3 separate regions of the Mus musculus genome follow, and regions 2 and 3 are each linked to region 1. Evidence: chromatin contacts called from public promoter capture Hi-C data. All regions are on one chromosome and are shown on one strand. Each heading gives the region's core, a stretch centred on a gene start, on an enhancer-like site or on the middle of the called end of the contact. The rest is flanking DNA. Distances are from core to core; before and after follow the strand shown. Region 1 holds the start of Rps8 (ribosomal protein S8). Region 2 holds the start of Rbbp4 (retinoblastoma binding protein 4, chromatin remodeling factor). Region 3 holds the start of 1700086P04Rik (a long non-coding RNA gene).

Region 1 (3,346 bases), core at 465-2,964:
TTCAGAAAACCTAGATGTGGTAGCTCGCCTATAATTCCACAAGTCAGAAAGGCTGACACAGGAGGATTACCAGGAGTTCAAGGCTAGGCTGGGCTACTGTGAGCATGTAAGACCCTCAAAAAAACAAAAACAAAGCTGGGTGGTAATGCAGCTTTAATCCCAGCACTTGGAAGGCAAATCACAAGCTTGTGCCTTCAGGCCTGGCTCAAGAACACTTTTAAATGATATTAAAATGATTAAATGATATTAAAACAAAATTAAAAATCTCTTCAAGCCAGGCGGTGGTGGTGCACGCCTTTAATCCAGCACTCGGGAGGCAGAGGCAGGTAGATTTCTGAGTTCGAGGCCAGCCTGGTCTACAAAGTGAGTTCCAGGACAGCCAGGGCTATTCAGAGAAACCCTGTCTCAAAAAAACAAAACAAAACAAACAAACAAACAAAAAACCCCAAAAAAACAAACACAACAAAAAAATCGCTTCAAAACTGTAAAATCGTGGGGGGGGGGGGGGCTGGCGAGATGGCTCAGTGGTTAAGAGGGCCGACTGCTCTTCCAAAGGTCCGGAGTTCAAATCCCAGCAACCACATGGTGGCTCACAAACATCCGTAACGAAATCTGATGCCCTCTTCTGGAGTGTCTCAAGACAGCTACAGTGTACTTACATATACTAAATAAATAAATCTTTAAAAAAAAAAAATCGGATACACGCAGTAAAAACCTCAGAATCAAAATTTAAAACATTTGAAGTTAAAGTTTAAAATTCAAAAAGAAATCGGTCAGGTGAGAGGTCCCTTTAAAAGTAGACGTTCACTGACATTCAAGGCGACGTTTAAGTTTAAGAAATAAAATGTACTGACTGAGCTCTCATCTTGTCTGACGCCGGAGCCCCACTGTCCTCTGCTTTGATTTCACTTGGAGGGGTGTCTAGTGCCTCAGTTTCTCCTCAGCCGGCCGCTTGTTCCTCCCACTGAGCAGTAGCTCATTCTTTAGCTCAGGCTAGCCCTCAACTGGTGATAATTCTCTGTCTCAGTGCTGGATTTCAGGTTTGACCCACTGGGCCAGACCAGATTGTCAGATACTTTGGAATTGGAATTTCAGGAACTGTGAGTCGACCTAAGCACTTGATGCTTTTGAAGAGACCCTGAGCACAGTTTGCAGTACCAATCTTTCCAGAACTAAAACTGTTTTTAATTTCCTTTTTGATTGCTAATTGCTGCCATGTAAGAGATACACATGAATTTTGTGTGTTCATATACAGGGTCAAGTCCCCCTGTGAACAGAGCGTTGGAGCTTCTACTACTTCACTTTTCCAATTAGGGCCCTTTACTCTTTTTTCTTTTTTGGTTTTACAAGTTTACAAGGGTTTCTCTGTATAGCCCTGGCTGTCCTAGAACTCACTTTGTAGACCAGGTTGGCCTCAAACTCAGAAATTCGCCTGCCTCTGTCTCCCGAGTGCTGGGATTAAAGGCGTGCGCCACCACGCCCGGTTTAAAAAAAAAAAAAAAAAAAAAAATTTAAAGGACAAAATGTAAGCACAACAGGCAGGCAAGTGTGCCCTATAGCTCAGCTTAAGGAGCCCGCCCTCCAGACCGCCCAAGGTCAAGGGATTTGAGGCGGGGTCCGCGTGAGTTCGCACGCCGCAGGACCCTCCCCTGTGCCAGCGTCCCAGGCTCGCCGCGGCCCCAGGTCCTTCCCGGCAACCGGAAGAGACGTAAAGAAGGCGGGGCTGAGTTTTAGAAACCGGACCGTGAAGCTTTGCGCTTCCTCTTTCCAGCCAGCGCCGAGCGATGGGTGAGTGTTGCTGCGGGCCGGGTCGGGCCGCGGGGGAGCGAGCTCCATCCGTCTCCATCCTGCCTCCCGACGCATGCTCGGCCCGACCATGGGCCACGGGCAGCCGTGGCAAGGGCCTGCGGTGGGCTAGGGCTGTGGAGATCGCTGCGGCCGCCTCCGGGGCTCCGGGCTGCGAGCGGGCCAACATGGCTGCCGCGGGCCGGGCCGCACGCGGATGATGACACCTGGGTATGCTGCACACTCCCGACTGCGTCGTGGGGAAGCCAACCTTGGAGAGCTGAGCGTGCGGGCAGCCCGCGCAGCGCGGGGCTCGGGAGCGGGCTGATTGGCCGGCGGCGAGGCCCGGTTGCTCAGGCTTGCGTCCTCGCTCCCACACACAGGCATCTCTCGGGACAACTGGCACAAGCGCCGCAAGACCGGGGGTAAGCGAAAACCCTACCACAAGAAGCGAAAGTATGAGCTGGGACGGCCCGCTGCCAACACGAAGGTGCGTGCGGGGGTCGGGGGGAGGACGACTGGGAGAGGCTGCCTTCCCCTGCGCTAGAGCGTGTTTGCTGGGGAACACGAGTGGCTGTGATCACCTTTGTAAGGCTCAGGTTTCTCGGTGCTGGCGACTGGACATGGAAGTGTGTCCACGTGCAGGGTCTGTGCACCCTAATCTCCAAGCTTAGGGTCTACTGGAGCCTAGGAGTGGGAGAGCTGCAAGCTTGGTGTGTTCCTTACTGGGGTTCTTCCTGTGTTAGGGGGGGTCTGGCTTTTTCTGGAGGTAACTAGGGTGATGAAAACGTATCCTTAGGCGTGGTTATGGCCGTCTTGGCCACCTGTACACCACTTGCCAATGCAAGGACTTGTCATAGTTACACTGACTGTTACCTCCGTCTGGTTCGGGTTCCTCTCCCAGTCCCCACTCGTTTTGATGACACATGTTCTGGCCTTCTTGTGTTCTCTAGATTGGCCCTCGCCGCATACACACAGTCCGAGTTCGAGGAGGCAATAAGAAGTACCGTGCCCTGAGATTGGATGTGGGGAACTTTTCCTGGGGCTCTGAGTGTAAGTAGGTGTTGAAGTATTTGAATTTGTTCTTGCTGAAAGATCCTGAGGTAGTTGGAGAATTCTTTGCCATATTCTGATCTCTTAACTCCTGCAATGAGAGGTGCTTTCTAGAGAATGTTAAAAAAAGATTTCAGTAATAAAAAAACATTAACTGCCCCAGCCCCTGATTGTGAATCTCTCTTTGTATGCAGGTTGTACTCGCAAAACAAGGATCATTGATGTTGTCTACAATGCATCCAACAACGAGCTTGTCCGCACCAAGACCCTGGTGAAGAACTGCATCGTGCTTATTGACAGCACGCCGTACCGACAGTGGTACGAGTCCCACTATGCACTGCCCCTGGGCCGCAAGAAGGGGGCCAAGCTGGTGCGTTGTCTTCCTGTAAGGGGTTGATTGGCTGGGGGTGGGATGGGTGCTGCCTTCTTGTGATGAAAATACTGTCCAGTTCTGCTACTGAAGGAATGAGATGAACACTTTAGTGCTGAAGAAGGCAAGCATGGCGAC
Region 2 (3,346 bases), core at 458-2,957, about 12 Mb before region 1:
TTTTAATCTCAGGAACCCTATACTCAAAGACTACTGTAGGGCAGAAGCCATTATAGCTCAGGGGTAGACTACTAGTCTAGGATGTCCATTAAAGACATAAGAAATTTCTTTATTTCTGAGACAGGGCCTTACTCTGTAGCTCTAGCTGTCCTGGAACTCACTATGCAGACCAGGCTGGCCTCGAACTTAGAAATCCGCCTGCCTCTGCCTCCCAAGTGCTGGGATTAAAGGCGTGCGCCACCACTACCCGGCTAAATTTTTTTTTTAAATATTTATTTATTTATTATATGTAAATACACTGTAGCTGTCCTCAGACACTCCAGAAGAGGGAGTCAGATCTTGTTGTGAGCCACCATGTGGTTGCTGGGATTTGAACTCCTGACCTTCGGAAGAGCAGTCGGGTGCTCTTACCCACTGAGTCATCTCACCAGCCCCCGGCTAAATTTTTATCTTTCAAAAAAATTTAACGTGATGCAAAAGTTGCAGTACGTAATAAGATCCAATCTTGGGCTGTGGACACACACGTACGCACGCACGCACGCACAGAAAAAGGTATGTCTTGATTACTCTAACCTGGTCACACTATTCCCTACTGGGAGAAACTCGAGGACAACCCAGAAATCACTTAAAAATACAACTAATGCACAAGTATAATTTACAATGATAAATGTTGGACCAGCGCCACACCATTTAACTCTATCCCCAAAGGTAAGTGTGATTCAGGCACACATGGACTTTTAGAATGGATGGGGGCAGGGGATACGGCCTCGGGTTTCTTCATTCTCTAGTAAGGTGATCTTTTTCTTCACTTTCCCCCTAAATTGGGTCCAAAGAGGGGCACACTGTGATCACGCCAGAGCACCTTTAGGGCAAAGAAGTGGGCGAAGCAGGAAGCCGCAGGTTGTCCGAATGCAAGAGATGTGGGCCACCTACTCACATTCATATTTTCGATTGACTGGAGGATACTTGTCCTTGGTCGCCTTCTGTTCCTCCGTCAAATTGTAATCTCTAACATCTTCCTCCTCTTGAGCCATGATTGCGGAGTTGGTACTCTTACTTCCGCCCTTCATCAGCCAGACTTCGGCCCCGCGCCATAACTTCCGCTCTACACCCCACCCCCTTGGCAGCGGGTCTAAAAGGACCAGGACTCCATTCTGCAAGCTCGCGGAAGGATATACCCGCTTGCGGCTGCCGGGCTGCCGGGCTGCCAGGCTCGGTCCTGCCGCTTTTATAACATGTTTTAGAGACCAGCATCTTATTTCCTGCACTCATCACTATTAGTACCGAGGGAGTCAGTTAAAAGACGCCACCTTGAATTAGGCACCTGTAAGTCTAAACGGTGATGCGTTTTCTCCTCGTCTGGCCCTCCGAGTTGCTAACCAGACCCGGAAACACTTCCAAATTCTTTCGCTACCCTGAGGGAGTTGTCAGCATAACGGCCTGCTAAGAAGATGGCTGCGCATGAGCGTGTAGGGTGTATGTCACGTGATCTGCACGGGCCTCATCCCGGCAGGCGGGGCGCGCGCGCAATCCGTGGAAGTCTCCGGACTGTGGTGGGGGGTGGGGGAGAGAGAAGGGGCGGAGCGCGCGCGCCTCGGGACTCTGGAGAAAACGACTCTCGAGCGTCTCCATAGGCCGCGAGGCGGATGCTCCGCCCACCCCTCAGACCCGCGCTTTCTCATTGGTCGGTGTTGGCGCGAAGGCACGCGAGCCGGCCCCCTACGCACGGGCCGCAGGAAACAATAGAGGCCGCGCGCGCGGAGTGGAGCGCTCGTAGCCTCCCCGCCCCTCCTGCAACGCACGACCCCGGGATCCCCCAACCCCTCCCGGCTCTCCTGCCGCCATGGCTGACAAGGAAGGTGAGTGTGCCGAGGCCGGCTCGGAAGGGACGGTGCTGGCTTGTAGGGCTGTGTCGTGGCCTGTTACGCGGCCTGAGACGGAGAGCAGGCCCGACTCTGGCGAGCCTCGTCCCAGCGACGCCGGCCTGAGGACTGAGCTCCCCGGCGGGGCGGGCTAACGGCGCAGCAGCTCCTCCGGAGCGGATGCGAGGCGACGCCAGGTCTCCGGCCTAGGCGACTACGAGGCTCCCTGCCGGTCCCTCTGCCTGCCGAGACTCGGGGCGCCGCTCTCCATCCCCAGGCTCGATGCGCAGGTCTCCTCCCCGGGTTTGGCGGACTTGGCGCGCGCCACCGTGCTTCGTTCGGGGTTGGACACCATCGGCCCCCGAAGGAGTAACGGAGTGTCCGGCTGGGGTGGCCCCAGGACTTCCGGCCCGCCGCGGCCGAGAGTGGCGTTGGTGCCCGCGACCTGGGAGATTAAGATGAATCTCCATTTCGTTGTCAAAATCCGGGCGCTACGCCGGTGGCTTGGAGAGGTTTGTGCCCTTTCCGTTTACGTTCGCTAACTTGATTTGTCTTTTAAAAACATTTTAGCGGCCTTTGACGACGCAGTGGAAGAACGGGTGATCAACGAGGAGTACAAAATATGGAAGAAGAACACCCCTTTTCTTTATGATTTGGTGATGACCCATGCCCTGGAGTGGCCCAGCTTAACTGCCCAGTGGCTTCCAGATGTGACCAGGTGACGCGAATCTTGAATATTTTTGATAGTTCATATATTTTAATTTTTTTGCCCTCCAGTCACTCAGGGGGGACATTATCAGAGCTTATGAGTACTATTTATTTTCCTCGACTAGAAATAATGTCAAAAACAGAAGATCATTTTGTAATTTACCCTGCAAAGAAAACATGCTCTGTTGTTGTGTTGTTGTTTGATTTTTTTTTTTCTTTTTCTTTTACTTTTTTTTTTTAAGTCATCTCTATTTGTATGAATACACTGAAGCCAGAAGAGGGCATTGGGTCCCATTACAGATTGTTGTGAGCCACCATGTGGTTGCTGGGATTTGAACTCAGGACCTTGGGAAGAGCAGTCAATGCTCTTAGCCGCTGAGCCAGCTCTCCAGCCCTGTTTTTGTTTTTTCCCTCAGCATGGAGTTGAATAGCCATTCTTAAGACTGGAGTTGGCCATGTAATATAAAACTTGACCGTTTTCAAAAGTTATTCTGGGTCCAGTTTATTCAACAAAACATTTGATTTCTCAAGTCATTTATAAGGTTAATAAATAGCAAGATAAATCTGGGGTCTGCCTAACTGAAGTGGGGGCGAGTGTTTTCAGCAGTAGTGTGAGGTTTTAGAGCTTGGTGGGAGGTGGGGCAGAAGGGTTGTAATGTTTAGTGATTGAGACCTACTGATGGGGACTTTGATCCTCAGCACAGAAAGGGGGGGGGGCTGGGACCCTACAGCGAATTGCATACACAAAATGAAGGGGAAAGTCTGTCAGCATGAAC
Region 3 (3,346 bases), core at 381-2,880, about 12 Mb before region 1:
GAATGATAGAGACAACCAAGTTTTTTGTTTTGTTTTGTTTTAAAGAAAGGGGGTGGAGGACCTCCACTGAAAGCTTCAGACAGAGAAATCAGTAATTCCTGCTCTAAAGAGTATTTTAACTCACTGACCTTTGAAATCAAGCATACATGGAACATTAAAAAGACTGTCATACAGATTTCAAGACTGAAAAGGTAGGCAAACACATTTTCTCACACCAGATCAACTTCTGGGTAGACACCGCCTCTGAGCCCTATTGATTTTTCTGGTCAAAAAGTCTGTTGTGACTTTGCCCTCGGCAGCACGTTAGGAACCACAAGGTGCCTGCCAGTGGCTTAGCACAGCACGCAGTGCCCAGGGTGCCCCTAGAGCTGTTAGTGAGCTGCCTTCTCTCATCATCTGCATCTCAACTTTCAGCAGCGGTTGTGTGGAAGAACACGCCTTCTGCAATGCTGCTGCTAAGTGCGCCCCTAGCCATATGGACACACCCCTCGGAAGCGCGGCCCCTTCAGTAGGACATTTTCATTCTCTCTCCTATAACAAATATTCCTTCTCAATCATTACGATAACACGCACATACACACACCTCTCCCTTCCTGGGCAAAGAGAAAGAAAACAAAACAAAACAAAAAAAACCCCTGCTCACCCGGATATTCTGACTTAATGGACAGTTCCCTTCTCTTAGCACTCAGCCACCACCTCAAGCCACCTCAAGCAAGTAGGTATAGGGTGCTGAGTGCCATCAGACCGGTTGCAAGGCTGGTCTGAGGGTCGGTTACTCGTGATCGTCCGTCCTCTACCTCCTGCTGGGCACCATCCTCTCCTCCCTCAAGGTGTGTGACACCCGTTGCACCCGGGACGACCCCCGCGGCCACGCCCCCGCGCTCACCCGCAGTCAGGGGCCGGACACCAGCGGCAGTCGGGGTCCGAGGCCAGGTACCGGCGCAGCATGAACTCTTCGTACTTGTGCATGAGCGGCGGGTCGGCCAGCAGCAGACGGATGTCGTGTGGGTTGAGCCGCTCGCTGCACTCGGGGCAGCTGATGGGCACGCGGCTCTCGCTGATCTCCAGGCGCAGGTAGTGGCGGAGGCAGTCCCGGCACGAGCGATGCGGGCAGCTGAGGAGGCGCGGGGCCCGCTCGGGCGGCAGGCGCACCAGGCACAGCGGGCACTCCACCTCCTCCGCGCCGCCGCCCTCCGCCGCCTCGTCCTCCTCCGGCCCGGCAGCCACGGCCTCCGCCTCAGCCTCGGCAGCGGGCTCGGAGGGCAGAGCTTCCACCGGCGGGGCCTGAGCCTCAACCGGGGCCGGAGCGGGCGGCGGCGGCGGCGGCGGCGCAGCCGGGGGCGGCGGTTCGGCCTGAGGCTTGGTCCGGGCGCGGCGGCCGCGGGCCGAGGCGGAGAAGACGCTGTGGAAGGTGAGGCGCCGGCGCCGGCCGCCGCTGCGGCACTTAGGGTCGGGGGCGGCCGCATGGAGCGAGGTGGAGCGCGGCGACTCGGAGTCCTTCTCGGAGCCCATGGCCCGCAGAGGCTGAGGAGCCAGGGGCGCCCAGCGCCGCCGTAGCTCCCGCCTCAGCGCCCCCTCCCAGCCGGCGCCCCGGCCGCCGCCGCCGCCGCCACCGCCTCGGCAGTCCTCCCAGAGACAGAAGCCGACCAGCCGCTACGAAGTGGTTATAAAGCCTCCGCCCCGCGCGCCGCGGGCAACTGCGCAGGCGCCGGCCTCAGACACCTCACAACCCGCGCGGCCCCGCGAGAGGAGCTGGGCGGGGCCTGGAGGGCGGGGCCTGCAGGCTGCGGCGAAGCCCCGCCTTCTGCGGTCAGGTGGTCCGGCGCAGCCATATTTTGCACAGGCTCCACCCTCCGTTCCTTGTCCAGGAGTCAGGGGTCTTCTTTTCAATGAGGATGCCTTCATTTCGTCTGTAAAAAGAAGACGAGCGTTGATCTGGTAGTGATTCCCGCCGATCCACCGCCCAACATTTCTGTTGATGCTAGCCATTAAGTGGTAAGGAATATAGTCACTCATTGAAGATCCTCAAAGTGAGCCGCACTTCTAGATAAGACAGGCAGGCTCCCCTATCTTCAAGAATGAGTCCAGAGTTTTCATTCTAGCATTTGCTGTTTTCTGTCAACTAGTGAACTTACTCCTAAGCTGTATCTCTCAGGTACTCTGGTTAGTCACTGTTGGTAGAAAGAGGCCCAACAATTTCGCTTCTAGAAATGGTTTCTTTCAGTCCCCCTTCCCCAGTTCCTCTAACAAAAGACCCTTAGGCTTGGTGATGAGAAAAGCAAATACCTTCAACAGCAGCAAAGCCAGGTCAGGATTAGATTTTGGCTTAGAGAAATGAGAGAGGGAGGCTTATGATAGAGAATTTTCTTTCCATGAAAAATATGTCCGAAGATCGACAGTTCAAGCTTCTGTCTTAAGCTCACCTCATTCTGCCATATTCCAAACGGTGGGAAGAAAAATGTCTTATTTTAAGAAGACTGCTTAGGAAGTTCTGCCCAGTTTTGCTTGAATCTCATTGGTTAAAACAATCATCTTGATGCATCTTTCTTTAAAGATAAAAACAGTGTCTTGTTATTAATAAGGAATGGCAGTGAAGGCTTACAGTGATTCACTTGTCTAGCATGCCTTAAGGAGATGGGGGTGGGGATCGTGCAATGTAGGAACAGATATGTGAACATAGTAAGTTGTTTGATTTTTTTTTCCTGGCCAATACTTAAAACCAGATCCGCAACTCTTTAAACTTTTGAGATTACAACAACACAGCAAACGAAGCCCATTGGAAGAAATGTCCGGTAATGAAAACTAAGAACAGGGTCTAGTGGCCTAAGAAGGTATGATGTCATAGATGATCAAGCAGGTGTGATGTCATAGATGCCAAGACAATTTGTTTGCAAGAGGAAGTGGTCAGCCGTCAATTGTGACAAATGCTGCCAAGAACCCAAGAAAGAGAAGGACAGAAAAATATGACGGCTGGAATTGACAACACCAGGACTTTGTGTGTGTGTGTGTGTGTGTGTGTGTGTGTGTGTGTGTGTGTGTGTGTGTAGGGCAGAAGGGTAGTTTTCCTTAAGAAGAAAAGAGGTTTAATGCTAGATAGCTAAAACACACTTCCGTGAACACGTCACCAGCTCCAGCTCTTGCTGGGTCTGTATGACACTCGGCTAGGCTCTGTCTGTCGTGTTAACAAATATTCTAAATAGCTCGATGGCTTTAACGCAGGACATATTTTCCCCACCCGTGGAAACCTGCCTTGATGGTTACTCTTTGCTATCAATTTGGTTGGATTTAGAATCACCACAAAGGCACATCTCTGCTTGTGTCCGTAAGAATGGTTTCCCAGTAGCTG

Evidence for each region. Promoter capture Hi-C pulls out the DNA fragments that hold promoters and counts their contacts.
Region 2: a promoter capture Hi-C map of pre-B cells shows a contact between it and region 1, with 2.9 times the contacts expected there. The contact joins the promoter of Rbbp4 here to the promoter of Rps8 in region 1.
Region 3: a promoter capture Hi-C map of pre-B cells shows a contact between it and region 1, with 3 times the contacts expected there. The contact joins the promoter of 1700086P04Rik here to the promoter of Rps8 in region 1.

Annotation. Positions count from the first base shown.
Region 1 is chr4:117,154,500-117,157,845 of GRCm38.p6, reverse strand. It overlaps Rps8 (ribosomal protein S8), which reads left to right and starts at 1,714. Exons shown (of 6, transcript NM_009098.2): 1 at 1,714-1,788; 2 at 2,169-2,275; 3 at 2,739-2,838; 4 at 3,033-3,208. The coding sequence starts at 1,785. Snord55 (small nucleolar RNA, C/D box 55) reads left to right here and starts at 1,998; the gene lies at 1,998-2,075. It overlaps LOC115490046 (a small nucleolar RNA gene), which reads left to right and starts at 2,557; the gene lies at 2,557-2,660. Snord38a (small nucleolar RNA, C/D box 38A) reads left to right here and starts at 3,272; the gene lies at 3,272-3,330.
Region 2 is chr4:129,333,731-129,337,076 of GRCm38.p6, reverse strand. Rbbp4 (retinoblastoma binding protein 4, chromatin remodeling factor) reads left to right here and starts at 1,707. Exons shown (of 12, transcript NM_009030.3): 1 at 1,707-1,859; 2 at 2,433-2,580. The coding sequence starts at 1,844. It overlaps Zbtb8os (zinc finger and BTB domain containing 8 opposite strand), which reads right to left and starts at 1,109. Exons shown (of 7, transcript NM_025970.4): 1 at 938-1,109. The coding sequence starts at 1,034.
Region 3 is chr4:129,056,437-129,059,782 of GRCm38.p6, reverse strand. 1700086P04Rik (a long non-coding RNA gene) reads left to right here and starts at 1,630. Exons shown (of 2, transcript XR_868180.3): 1 at 1,630-1,995. Rnf19b (ring finger protein 19B) reads right to left here and starts at 1,639. Exons shown (of 9, transcript NM_029219.2): 1 at 887-1,639. The coding sequence starts at 1,512.